Linked DNA regions of Zea mays: region 1 is linked to region 2. A link is a contact called in public Hi-C data. All regions are on one chromosome and are shown on one strand. The core of a region is the stretch at or near the end of the contact, and the rest is flanking DNA. Distances in the headings are between cores, read along the strand shown. Region 1 holds the start of LOC100501049. Region 2 holds the start of LOC100274985.

Region 1 (5,735 bases), core at 2,047-4,546, 490 kb after region 2:
GCAGGGTTGACAGGAAAACGGCCGCGTGGTCGTGATTTCAGTAAATCAGAGAGACACAAACCTGCATCATCTTCATCTCCAGAGTACCTTAGTCGTTTGCAAGAAATAACTGAAAAACAAATTCAGAGGTCCATTGAAAAGGGTGCAAAAAAAGAAAAGTGCACAGAAGAAGACAGGGAAATGGAGAAAAAGAGGTTAGAATTGGAAGCCGAAAAGGTCATCATACGAAAAAGGGAATTGAAACTTCAAGAACTAGAATCAGCTGAAAAAAGATTAGAAAGGCTGGAGGCAACGAATGAAGAAGATGTCCAACCCCATGTTTGGATTATGATACAAAAACAAAAACAGAAGTTGCAAGAATTCATATTTGGTTACGAGTGAAAATATTATTCGGTTACTGGTTACTTGAACTTGTTTTACTGAACCTGTTTGTATTATTTGTTTATGTGAGAACGTTACATTTGTTTGGCAGACTATTATAATATTTGTACGAACCATAAGTCGTCAAGGACATTCGTGCAGTGCTGTATGTTCTTTGGTTGTGTAATCGACAATAATTATTTCCAGTTCATGTGAACATGTTTGTTTTAATTTTCAAATATTTGGTGCGTGTTGAGCATGGAATCGCTTGTGATGTGTACAAATCGTTTAGAGTCTTCATGTTATTTTGTTGAACGAACAAGTACAGGTTTGCACTGAAAAACTTCTTTATTTCTGAAATACGTACGACTTGCGAATGGAAATTACACATACTACAATCTAGTTTCAATAAACTTGTGCATACGAATGCTAAAGTTTACATGCTACCACGCCGAGCCCACAAATGCTCGACAAGGTCATTTTGGAGGGAGCAAGATCTTTCTTGGCGACGAAGATCGAAGTGGTTAATCACCCATTCTGCCCTTCCTTCAGCAATTAGATGTGGTGGTTGGCTCGTTGAAGTGTTATCTCCAAAATCAGTATTAGATGCAAATGGCCCTTCGTCTTCAACAATCATGTTGTGCATTATGATGCAAGCAGTTATAATTTCAGTTAAACGATTCCGATCCCATCCATATGCTGGACCTCGCAGCACCGCCCACCTAGCTTGAAGAACTCCAAATGCACGCTCAATATCCTTTCGACAACTTTCCTGCATTTGTGTGAAATAGACTTTCTTTTGCTCATAGGGGTGCCTTATAGCTTTTACGAAAGTTGGCCAGTTCGGGTAAATACCATCAGCAAGGTAATATCCGAAGTTATATGCATTACCATTAACTGTGTAATGCACAGGTGGCATTCGGCCAGATGTCATGGGGTCGAAAACTGGTGATCGGTGGAGCACGTTCACGTCGTTGTTTGTCCCGGGCATGCCAAAGAAAGCATGCCAAATCCAAAGGTCATACGTTGCCACTGCTTCTAGGATCATTGACGCTCGACCATTTCTGCCACAAAACTGACCACGCCATGCGGTAGGACAGTTCCGCCACTCCCAATGCATGCAATCTATAGAACCCAACATCCCTGGGAAACCCCTTGATTCGCTATGGTGCATGATGCGTGTTATGTCAGCTTCGTTAGGAGTTCGTAGGTACCATCCACTGAAGTATGCAATGATACCTCGACAGAAATGATGAAGGCATTCCCTAGCTGTGGACTCCCCTATTTGAATGTACTCGTCTACAGCATCTGAAGGTAACCCATATGCTAGTACCCGCAATGCCGCACAAACTTTTTGTAGTGGACCTAGACCAGGCATACCAGTTGCGTCTACCCGTTGTGTAAAGTACGAATCATGTTGTTGAAGACCTTGCAAGATTCTCAGGAAGAGAGGCCTACTCATGCGGAACCTAAGTTTATAATAAATAAAATTTGTAATGAAATTGCAAATATGAAAGCATATTCGAATAATAATGTGTCGGTACCTTCTACGAAAGACGTGGGGTGGATACACAGGGTTCTCGGCGAAGTAGTGATGATGGATAAGATTTTCTCCACGAAAATGATCTCTATGAATAACCCGTCGAGGCAAACGGGACCGTCTTTGGAGGTGGCGTCTCGCCTCTATGTTTAGGACAAGAAGATTGACAAGCATAAGTGTTTCCTCCTCACTATCACTCGAGTATGAGTCTTCATCGCTATGGCTGTGAGACATACTGAGAAATGTTGGAATTGTTGATGTAGTGAAGTTTGTTTTGACATTTGTGAAGAGATGGATTGCATATTTATAGGGTAGAGGAATGCGGCTTCAGGTGCAAGCTAGTGGCTTCGCACGAAAGACAAACATGTCTTTCGTTCGAAGGCAAGTGCGGCTTGTCCCATACGACTAGTGCTTTTTGGTGAGCATGAAATTTGATTTCGTACTCACCAAAATGAATAAAACGTGATCACAACAAAATGCACATTCGAATGTATTGTAAAATAATAATTGTTATATATTTTTTGTGGAAGTAATTGTAAAGTAATTATTTTTTATAAATTTTATTTTTGAATACATGAGTATCACGTCGGATGTGTGAAAAATAATTAAAGAAAATGAAAATTGAAGTTGGTTACAGTTAGTTATATGGAAATGGTTTTTTAATGAGTAGAGGGATATATAGGGGAAAGTATAGGGGGAACGGTTGCGGGACGAGTGAATATAGGGGATGTAATCTTGCTGACGTGGATGCATAGTAACATTTAGGGGGAAAAATTTAGGGAGAACGGTTGCGGACAGTCTTCGAGCTGTGACCACCTTGGTCCTTGGACCCTCCTGCGCGCCCGTTGAAGCTGCACGCACACCGGAGCTGCGTGTTGCGCCCTCGCCGGGATGCCCTACCGGAGTTGCGCCCCACCCCCTTGCTGGAGCTACGCTGTTGAAGCTCTCATCTGCGCACGGGAGCGATGGTGCCCACCGTCGACGAGTCAAGTTCACAGTGTACACAGTAGCATCCTTTGAACAATCAAGGGTAAAAAGGGAAATACGAAATTACATGTGCTTGTGGATAGTCTGATTCAAGGAAATGACCTATTTCAGAGTTGATTAGAAGCTCAATGACATATTTGCAAGCTTAAAAGATTTAGTGACATATATTAAAACATAAAAAATTGTAATGGCATAGACATGATTAACCCTTAAAAACATTACAACCTCGACATCAAAGTGTCGGCATGTACCTATGACAAGCCTGCGTTGAGCCGATCCAACTGGCTAGGGCCATGGTACGTGCCTGCGTAAAAGAAAAATTCAGAGATGGTCCTCGACTCCTGGTGGGTGGTGGCGATCTCCCAGCTGAACTGAAAGAGCAAGCGTGCGTGTGAGACAACCAGGTCCGATCCGCCCCCGCCGAGCCGAGGACAGCAGCGGGGGCTCTCGGTCTCCTCCTAGGCTCCTACAGATCTCGTACCCCGTCACAGATCTCGCGCCCTCTCCATCCCATGCCCACCCCCCCTCGTCGGATCTGACCACTCCGCCCCTCCTCCCGTCTCCGCCGCCGGAGCTGATATCCGCGGTCATGGCGGGCGCCGCGGGCGGGTTCGTCACGCGGGCCTTCGAGGCCATGCTCAAGGAGTGCGCTGCCAACCGCGGCAAGTTCGCCGCGCTGCAGCAATCCATCCAGTCATACCTCGGTGCGTGCGGCCCCTTTCTACCCTCTCCTCCCGCGCATTGGGATCTCGTGGCGGCTGATGATGGAGCTGTGATGATCTCTGCGTGGCTTGTGTCGTTGCAGATAGTATCAAGGGGGCTACAGCAGAGGGCGCGGTCATCACCGAGGCGCTCGGGTCAGCTGGGCGCGTGCTCGACGGGCCGCAGGCCGAGCTGGTGCTGCAGCCGCTCCGCCTCGCCGTCGAGACCAAGCACGTCAAGCTCGTCGAGCCCGCGCTCGACTGCCTCCACGTAATTATTAATCATCATCATCATCATCCTATTTCTGCTCTTCCTTTGCTTGCCTTGCATGCCTGAGGTTCATGAAGCGTCAGACGTGTTGCATTGACGTCGAACACCTTGATGGGTATGATAAATGCGTGCACCATGAATGCTTTGGATGTTAGCAGCCTAGAAACGCATTTCCTTGTCTAGGGTAGATACTCGTATCGACCATTCCTCATTTTGTATGTGCAGAGCCTAGTCCCTGAATTGATTGTTTGGGTTGAGATGTGTAGATAGTTCCAGGTTTATGCCATTTGACTTATTTACAATTTTGAGAGTATTGTGATGTAACAGACTGTTGTTATATGAAGACAATAGAACTCAGGAATCAGGATGGTAAAATGAGTGTGCAGTATGAACAAGTAGCTCTGTAGACATCAAGTTGATACATCAATATGCATTTTGCATTGTCAAGGTTCAATATGCTAGGATGCTATGCTATGCATTGTCTAATATTCAGAAATATGATGTGTAGATACGTTTATTTAAGTTCTATGTTGCCATCACATACATCTCATGTAACACTGATTTTTTATCCTTGTGCAGTAATTGCATATACACTTACACAGATGTGAGATTTGGACATAGGGTGCTATTTTATCTTGCCCCTAATCCATGCATAAATCAATTTCCATATGTTCCCCCTTATACCATGTGCTAGAAAGCTCAGGGAGTGCCAAATTACTTGGGGTAGAGTTAAATGTGTAGATTTTACAATAGTTGCAAAGCAGTTCAGATCAATGTGCTATTTTCCGCTCCTTTTTCACAATATTTCATTTTGAACCAAGAACCAGTCCGTAATATATCTTACCATTTTTTTCTTGTATAAAAATACAAAATACAAAATTAGATGACACATCTTCAACAATCCATTCTGATTGAGTCGTTCAATTTCTGTTACCAGAAACTTATTGCTTATGACCATTTAGAAGGCGATCCTGGTTTAGAAGGTGGTAAAAATTCCCCAATATTTACAGACATCCTGAACATGGTATGTGGTTGCGTCGATAACACCTCCTCTGACAGGTATGCATCACATTAATGGGATAATGCCGTGTCACACTTTTTCACAAGTATTAACATGAGTATCATTCTATGTGCTATAGTACTGTTCTCCAAGTCTTGAAAGTGCTTCTTAATGCTGTTGCTTCAAATAAGTTTAGAGGTAATTTTTACAAAGCATATTCTCTATATTCCTAGTATTTTATTTATTACCCAAGTTTAACTAATACTGTTTTTTCGAAATGCATTTAGATATGAGCTTATTATAATGACATCATTAGCCAGTTAAACTTATACATAACACTTCAACATGCATGTATTGGCTTGGACAATGTTCCCTCTCATACTTTTTTTCTGTATATTTATAAAAATCATATAAGAAAATAAATTGCAAGTTGTTAATACTTAATAAATTCTTATATTTTACTGCTACAACGTCAGTGGCGCCAAAATAGTTCTGCATGTAGCTATATTCCTATGTTAAAGTACAACGTAAGCTGCAAGCTCAATACATCTTTTGTGTCTGATTCTGTTTTTTGGAATGCAGTTCATGGAGAGCCATTGCTTGGGGTCATTAGAGTATGCTATAACATTGCTCTTAATAGGTACCTGTTATATCGCTACCTTCTTGTTTGCAGTATGTTGCCTTGTTGCCCTTTGGACCATGTATGATAATTTATTCATTTGTATTTTCTTAGCAAGAGCCCTGTGAACCAGGCTACCTCAAAGGCTATGTTAACCCAGATGATCAGCATTGTATTCAGGAGAATGGAATCTGAGCAGGTAAAGAATTCCGCATATCTTATCTTGTGCGTAGGAAAATGATTCTTTGAGGTTATTT
Region 2 (5,941 bases), core at 2,543-5,042:
GGGGGCGTTGGGTGTGGACGCTGACGGTAGAGTCTTAATAGAGTAGTATAGATACACAAGACACACCTAGAAAACTTCATCATACAATAAACAATAAAGAGTCTTTAAAATTAGTAACATTATAAATATTATCAAAAGACATAATGTATAAAGAGTCATGCAGCCTCTTCGTGAAGAACATTAAATGAGGTTGTACAATGTACATACCCTTAAGACTTTTTTGTTCTGCCCACACTGTCCACTGTCCTAAGAATTGTTCTAACAAATCATCGGCACTTTCAGATACACTAATCTTTTTTTGCCAACGAAGAAAATTTAGTCTATATATAAGTCGTTCGACTTGAGCTAAAAGCACAGTTGTAGTTGTAGATGTCTGTAGCGACCATTAGTTTAGCTCAACCAAATAACCTAAAAATTCTTCCAACAAATCAACACTTTTAGAGACACTAATCTTTTTTTGCCAAAGAAGAAAATTTTAGTCGATTTATGATAAGTCGCTCACTTGAGCTAAAAGCAGCACATGTAGTTATAGTTGTGGCTGCGAGCCACTCATCGAATTACTATGGGTTGACTGCAACAACCGTTACTTTAGCTCAACCGAATAGCCTAGAATTCTCCCAACAAATCATCAACACTTTCAGAGACACTAATCTTTTTTGTCAATGAAGAAAATTTGATCTATTTATGATAAGCCTTTCGCTTGAGCTAAAAGTGTCTCATGCAGTTGCAGCTGTGGCTGCGAGCCGCTCAGCGAATCACTATGGGATGACTACAGCGACCGTTAGTTTAGCTCAACCTAACAACATAAAATTCATCAAACAAATCATCATCACTTTCAAGGACACTAATCATTTTTTTGCCAATGAAGAAATTTTGGTCTGTTTACGATAAGTCGTTAGCTTGAGCTAAAAGCAACACACGCAGGTACAGTTGTGGCTGCGAGCCACTCAACGAGTCACTGTGATTGTTAGTTTATCTCAACCGATCAGCCTAAGAATTCTTCCAACAAATTATCAGCACTTTCAGAGACACTAATCTTTTTTGTTGCCAACAAAGAAAATTTGTATATTTACGATAAGTTGTTGGCTTGAGCTAAACGCAGCATATGCAGCTGGAGTTGGGCTGCGAGCCACTCACCGAATCATTATGGGATGACTGCAACGACCGTTAGTTTAGCTTAGCCGAACAACATAAAATTCTTCCAACAAGCCTATAGCTTTTGACATCACTCTCGCCCAGTATACAATAGACTATAGCCTCGGCCTATAGCCACATTAGTTCTTTTTATATTTGAGAATTAAATAATTCACGCAGATTTATTTTGACGTTTAGAGAAGATCGACGTAATGGCACGGACGATGCAGCGAGCGAGAGCGACGTGACGGCTTCTGATTGGTCCATATGTGCTAGCCGTTTTTGGAGTTCAAAAAATTCAAAAAAAATTTACAAAAAAATCATAAATTTCATCCCCAATCTCTCAATAGATACCCCTACCTAGGTGGCGCTTATTTCACACACAATTTCATTACGTTGTGCGATTTCTAAGCGTTGAAATAAATCTACGTTAATTTCTTAATTATGAAATAAAAAAAAGTTGATGTGAATATAGGCTAAGGATGTAGCCTGCTGCGGTTTTTACGGTAGAAGGCGAAAGTAAAGTCGAGATGTGATGTGGGCAGAGGCGAGAGGATGATGATGCACAGCCTAGGACAGCTCGGCCGGAATGCAGAGCACATAGAAATCCTCGTGCAGTCCGAGCACTCCAAGAATTCTCCAGATTGAGTGTAACAAGAGAGCACACTGCATAACTGTTAACACCTCTCTGAATGTAAAACTATATATCCATTCGATTCTGATCACTGTACATTCCTATTCAGCACCCATCCTTTTTCCGTGTCAGCGTCGTTGCTGCATCAGTGTGGTGTGGCACTGGCAACCTCTGACAAAGAACAGCAGGTGGCTGGCGGAAGATGCGCACCCAACACCCATGCATGACGCATCATTGAAAACAATCTGTCCGTTACTGCTCACCACACCAGTACGCATTCTGGCACACATCGCCACGCAAAGAATCTTCCATATTCTGCAACCTTATCTCTGGCGATGTTGAGGTGGGGTGTCGATCATGTCGATCATTCAGGCAGCCGACCGACGGTTAGAAGTCCACTCCAATCCATTCAACCAGTGACCAAAACCCAAACACCACCAGCACCGCCAGGCCCCGTGTGCCCCCATCACTGATCGGTGATCGCCCCGCCCTCCTCCACTCAGTGGCTCACTCAGTCCTCACGTCCCGGGTCATGTCCATGCTTGCCGTTGCCGATCCAACGCCGGCTGCAGGGGTGTCTGCCGTGCCGGGATGGCGCACCTGAAACCAGCATGCCCGGCGTTCGGCATCCGTGTCTGTGCAACGCTCTCGGTTGTTCGGAGCCCCAGCTCCCAACTGTCCGTCGCGCTGGTCAGCTGGTGCGCTCCTGCCGCTGCCGCCTGATCCGTCCACCCGCCGTCCGTCCGTCCAAAAAGCTCGTGCTGGCCTGGGCTGGCTGTATTCACTGCGTGCCAGCCAGGGTGCACCGCCGCCGTAGTAGCATTGACCCTGACAGCTTAGGAATGACACCAGTAGGCGACAGCTGCGCAGGAGCAGGCGGATGTTCCTGTTGTTTGGTAGCGCCGCCGTAGTAGCATTGTAGGGCCGTTGTTTGGTAGCGCCCGCGTCAATAATTTAAATGATGATCTCGCATGCGTAATCAATTGGCGGTCGGGGACAGAGTTAGCGAAACCCTTGCTGATGAAATTTTGAAACTCCCACGCAAGTTGAACTGTGTACGCACTTGTTTATTTTATTGGAAATGTCGTTTCGAAATAAAGCATTTGCCAAGGTTGTTGAATAGTACAGAACTCATTCAGTTATTGTTTGGTTCTTTTATAACGCGACGAATAACTAATAACATTAAATCATGCTTATTTAATTTTAACTATAATTAGATATCATGATAAAAATTGATACCGGTCTATTCAAACTTGTTGCCGTTGATATTTAAGTTTGAATCATTACTACCATTGTTACTTTTCGTGAACCAAACAACATTTAATATTCATGACTCCCATTCCATATTTATGCACCGGCAAGCTGCCATAGTACCATTACAATAACCTGCAAACCCCAGCATGATCAAGCAGGAACAAAAAAAAAACCCGGGATCGGAAGCCGCGGAAAAAGGCGCGCGATCCACCGACCGACTCCATCGTCTACCGGTAGGTAGTGCCGTACCGCTACCAGTGCTATAGCCTGTAGTGGCGGTAGGACTTGAGCATGGCGCCGCAGAAGGTGCAGATGATGGCGCGCCAGGTGCTCCGGTGCACGGTGAGCAGGTAGCAGACCCTGGTGGCGGTCTCCATGTCCGCCACGCTGGCGCACCCGCCGCAGCGCGAGCAGATCCCCGCCGCCGGCTTGCTGCTCCGCACCGTCCGCCGCTGGTCCACCAGGAAGCAGAAGAACACCATCGCTCCTGCACTGCCACTGCACTGCACGCTCCTCCTCCCTGGTTCCTTGGATTGGATCGCGCGCTCTCTCCAACAACAACAACAACCGAACAGACACCGTTGTTCTGCTTGCGTGTTGCGCCGCGCGCGCTGGCTGCCGGCGGCAGGTGGCAATAATGCGGAGCGAGGCTTGCAAGCAACGGCCGGGCGGGCTAGCTTTTCGGTGGCGAGGGAGGGAGGGAGGGAGGGAGTCAGCAATGGCGAGCAGAGCAGGCAGTAAGCAAATTCTGCGTGATGCGGCGGGGGCGAAGGAGAGGGTGGTAGTAGGGGATTCAATTTAAAGGCGAGGCATGTGGACCGCATTGATGGCGGGCAGTCCTAGCTAAGCTAGGGTAGTGGAGGAGGCGTTAATGTCTTGCCGACCATGGCGCGTACGCTTCCTCAGCTCACTTGTTTCCGGAACGGGTAGTGCTGCACCAGTGACCAGTGTGGTGCGTGGAGTACATAATAGTACTGGAGTGGAGCAGCTGATGCCTGATGGCCACCGGATGGGATTCACGCGAAACATTTGCATTTGTACGCGCGAGATTGCAGACTCCAGCGGCCCTCTAGGCTCTAGCAAAGAAAGAAAGAAAGAAAGGAACGGACGTTAAGGACATGATTGCTTTCTGTCTGTCAGGCAGCTTTGCAATTGCAACCTAGCGAGAATTTAGACCTCAGACTAAGAATATCTAAGTCTAGAAAAAAAAATTCGCCTAAACGAAGAAGGTTTTTAGTTCTTTGAGAAAAAAAACTTAAGAACTAGTTTAGAAATTCAAATCTCCATAGAGAGGCTAATTTTCTCAACTTCCCACCATCCTGAAGATGATCTAAATTTCCAAACTAAACATAAGAGACCGTGAGTATAATGTGACGGGAAACAACAACAGTGTTCCACTATCAAGGCCCATCCTAATCCCGATCCCCTTTCAATACGCACAACCGTCACACGGACCATACGCAGTTATTATGCACGCGGAAGTAGGGAATGCCAAAAGGCTTCCTTGCGAAGCAAACGAGAGGCAGGAAGACGTCGTTTACAGTTGGTTTCTCGTACAGAATGTGACAGAGCTGCCGCCTAAGTATAAGTAACCGGATCATCGTCAGTAGTTTGTGCTTAATTATGCTGCCAGCGGATTGCATCATCTTATGTTGGCTTGGTTTTCTAGGTTCTGAGACCTTAAACATTGTGGTAGAAAGAGGGAAAGTGTGAGATTGTGACCATGATTGAGGACGGGTGCCCCATGACCATAACAAATTGGGAATGTTGGCCCAACACAACACGCCACGAATCGGTGCGTCCATAACTGGTGCACGTGATGTGTCACGCTGGCAATTGACGTAGCCAGCCCCCACCTTAATTCGGCCGTCATAAGCAGACAAAGGCGTTCGTTCCTTCCCTCGACCACGATTAAGGAATAATGTGCATCCACTGCCCGTCACGTCCTTGTCGCGCGCGCCATCACATTCACAGCTCAGGTCTCAGGCCCACCACGACTATTACCTCTGCCTGAGGCGGCGGCGGCGGCGGTGGAGTGGATGTGGAGCACATAAGTCAGCAGGCAGCGGCGTACATACCCCATTCATGATGGCAATGGCACAGAGAGAGGTGAGTCCAGCGTTCCTCCTCTTTACAACGTCTCCCGCGTTTGGTTCCCTGGCTGGTACGGTACCCGTCGTCGTGCGAACCCAAGACACCCGCAGGGTGCTCGACCAAATGCGACACTAGGTTAGGTGCTTCTACTCCACGGCGATCACCCAGCTCAGCTGCTACCCAACTGTCGCAGGCCGACGCGCCGAGCGAGGGCGCCGCCGCCGTCTCCGGCGTCATGGCGGTGAAGCTCAAGGACCTGGTCCCGGCCGCGACCAACACGGTGAACACGACGTTCATCGTGCTCGACAAGGCGGCGCCGTCGACCCGCCGACAGGGCGGCGCCAGGGAGGAGACGTGCCTGGCGCTTGTGGCGGACGAGACCGCGGCGGCGCACTTCCTGCTGTGGGGCGCCGAGTGCGGCGCGTTCGAGCCGGGCGACATCGTGCGGCTCACGGACGGCATCTTCTCGTACCACAGGGGGAACGCCCTGGTGCTGCGGGCGGGCCGCCGCGGGCGCGCCGAGAAGGTGGGCGAGTTCGCCATGCTCTTCGTGGAGACCCCCAACATGAGCGAGCTCCAGTGGGGGCCCGACCCCAGCGACGGCCGGAGGATGGTGCAGGAGGCCGTCGTCTCGCCTTACTCCCAGATCTTCAAGCCGCTGCGGTGATCTTCTTACTACTGAGAAACATGATACTAGGGGTACGAACTTACGATGAAGAAGAACGAAAAAGAAGGGCTTAAAGCTCTGTCTGTCTTCCAAAGTGACAAGGTTACAGCTTACAACATGTTCAACCATACAATTATATCTTCCACTGTGCAATTATA

Evidence for each region. Hi-C and Micro-C count contacts between places; a contact is called where the count stands out from the background.
Region 1: a Hi-C map of leaf shows a contact between it and region 2, with 10 times the contacts expected there. The contact joins the promoter of LOC100501049 here to the promoter of LOC100274985 in region 2. A contact is called at or near these places in 7 of 25 Hi-C or Micro-C datasets (ear, endosperm, leaf and 2 more).

The regions. Positions count from the first base shown.
Region 1 is chr2:212,394,790-212,400,524 of Zm-B73-REFERENCE-NAM-5.0, forward strand. LOC100501049 reads left to right here and starts at 3,297. Exons shown (of 32, transcript NM_001329534.1): 1 at 3,297-3,591; 2 at 3,693-3,859; 3 at 4,797-4,918; 4 at 4,999-5,057; 5 at 5,442-5,499; 6 at 5,593-5,677. The coding sequence starts at 3,477. LOC109944605 (protein ALP1-like) reads right to left here and starts at 2,170. Exons shown (of 2, transcript XM_020549381.1): 1 at 1,905-2,170; 2 at 693-1,829. The coding sequence starts at 2,134. The coding sequence ends at 797.
Region 2 is chr2:211,900,526-211,906,466 of Zm-B73-REFERENCE-NAM-5.0, forward strand. LOC100274985 reads right to left here and starts at 3,793. Exons shown (of 1, transcript NM_001367800.1): 1 at 3,098-3,793. The coding sequence starts at 3,504. The coding sequence ends at 3,283. It overlaps LOC100276318, which reads left to right and starts at 4,993. Exons shown (of 2, transcript NM_001165565.2): 1 at 4,993-5,131; 2 at 5,310-5,941. The coding sequence starts at 5,108. The coding sequence ends at 5,783.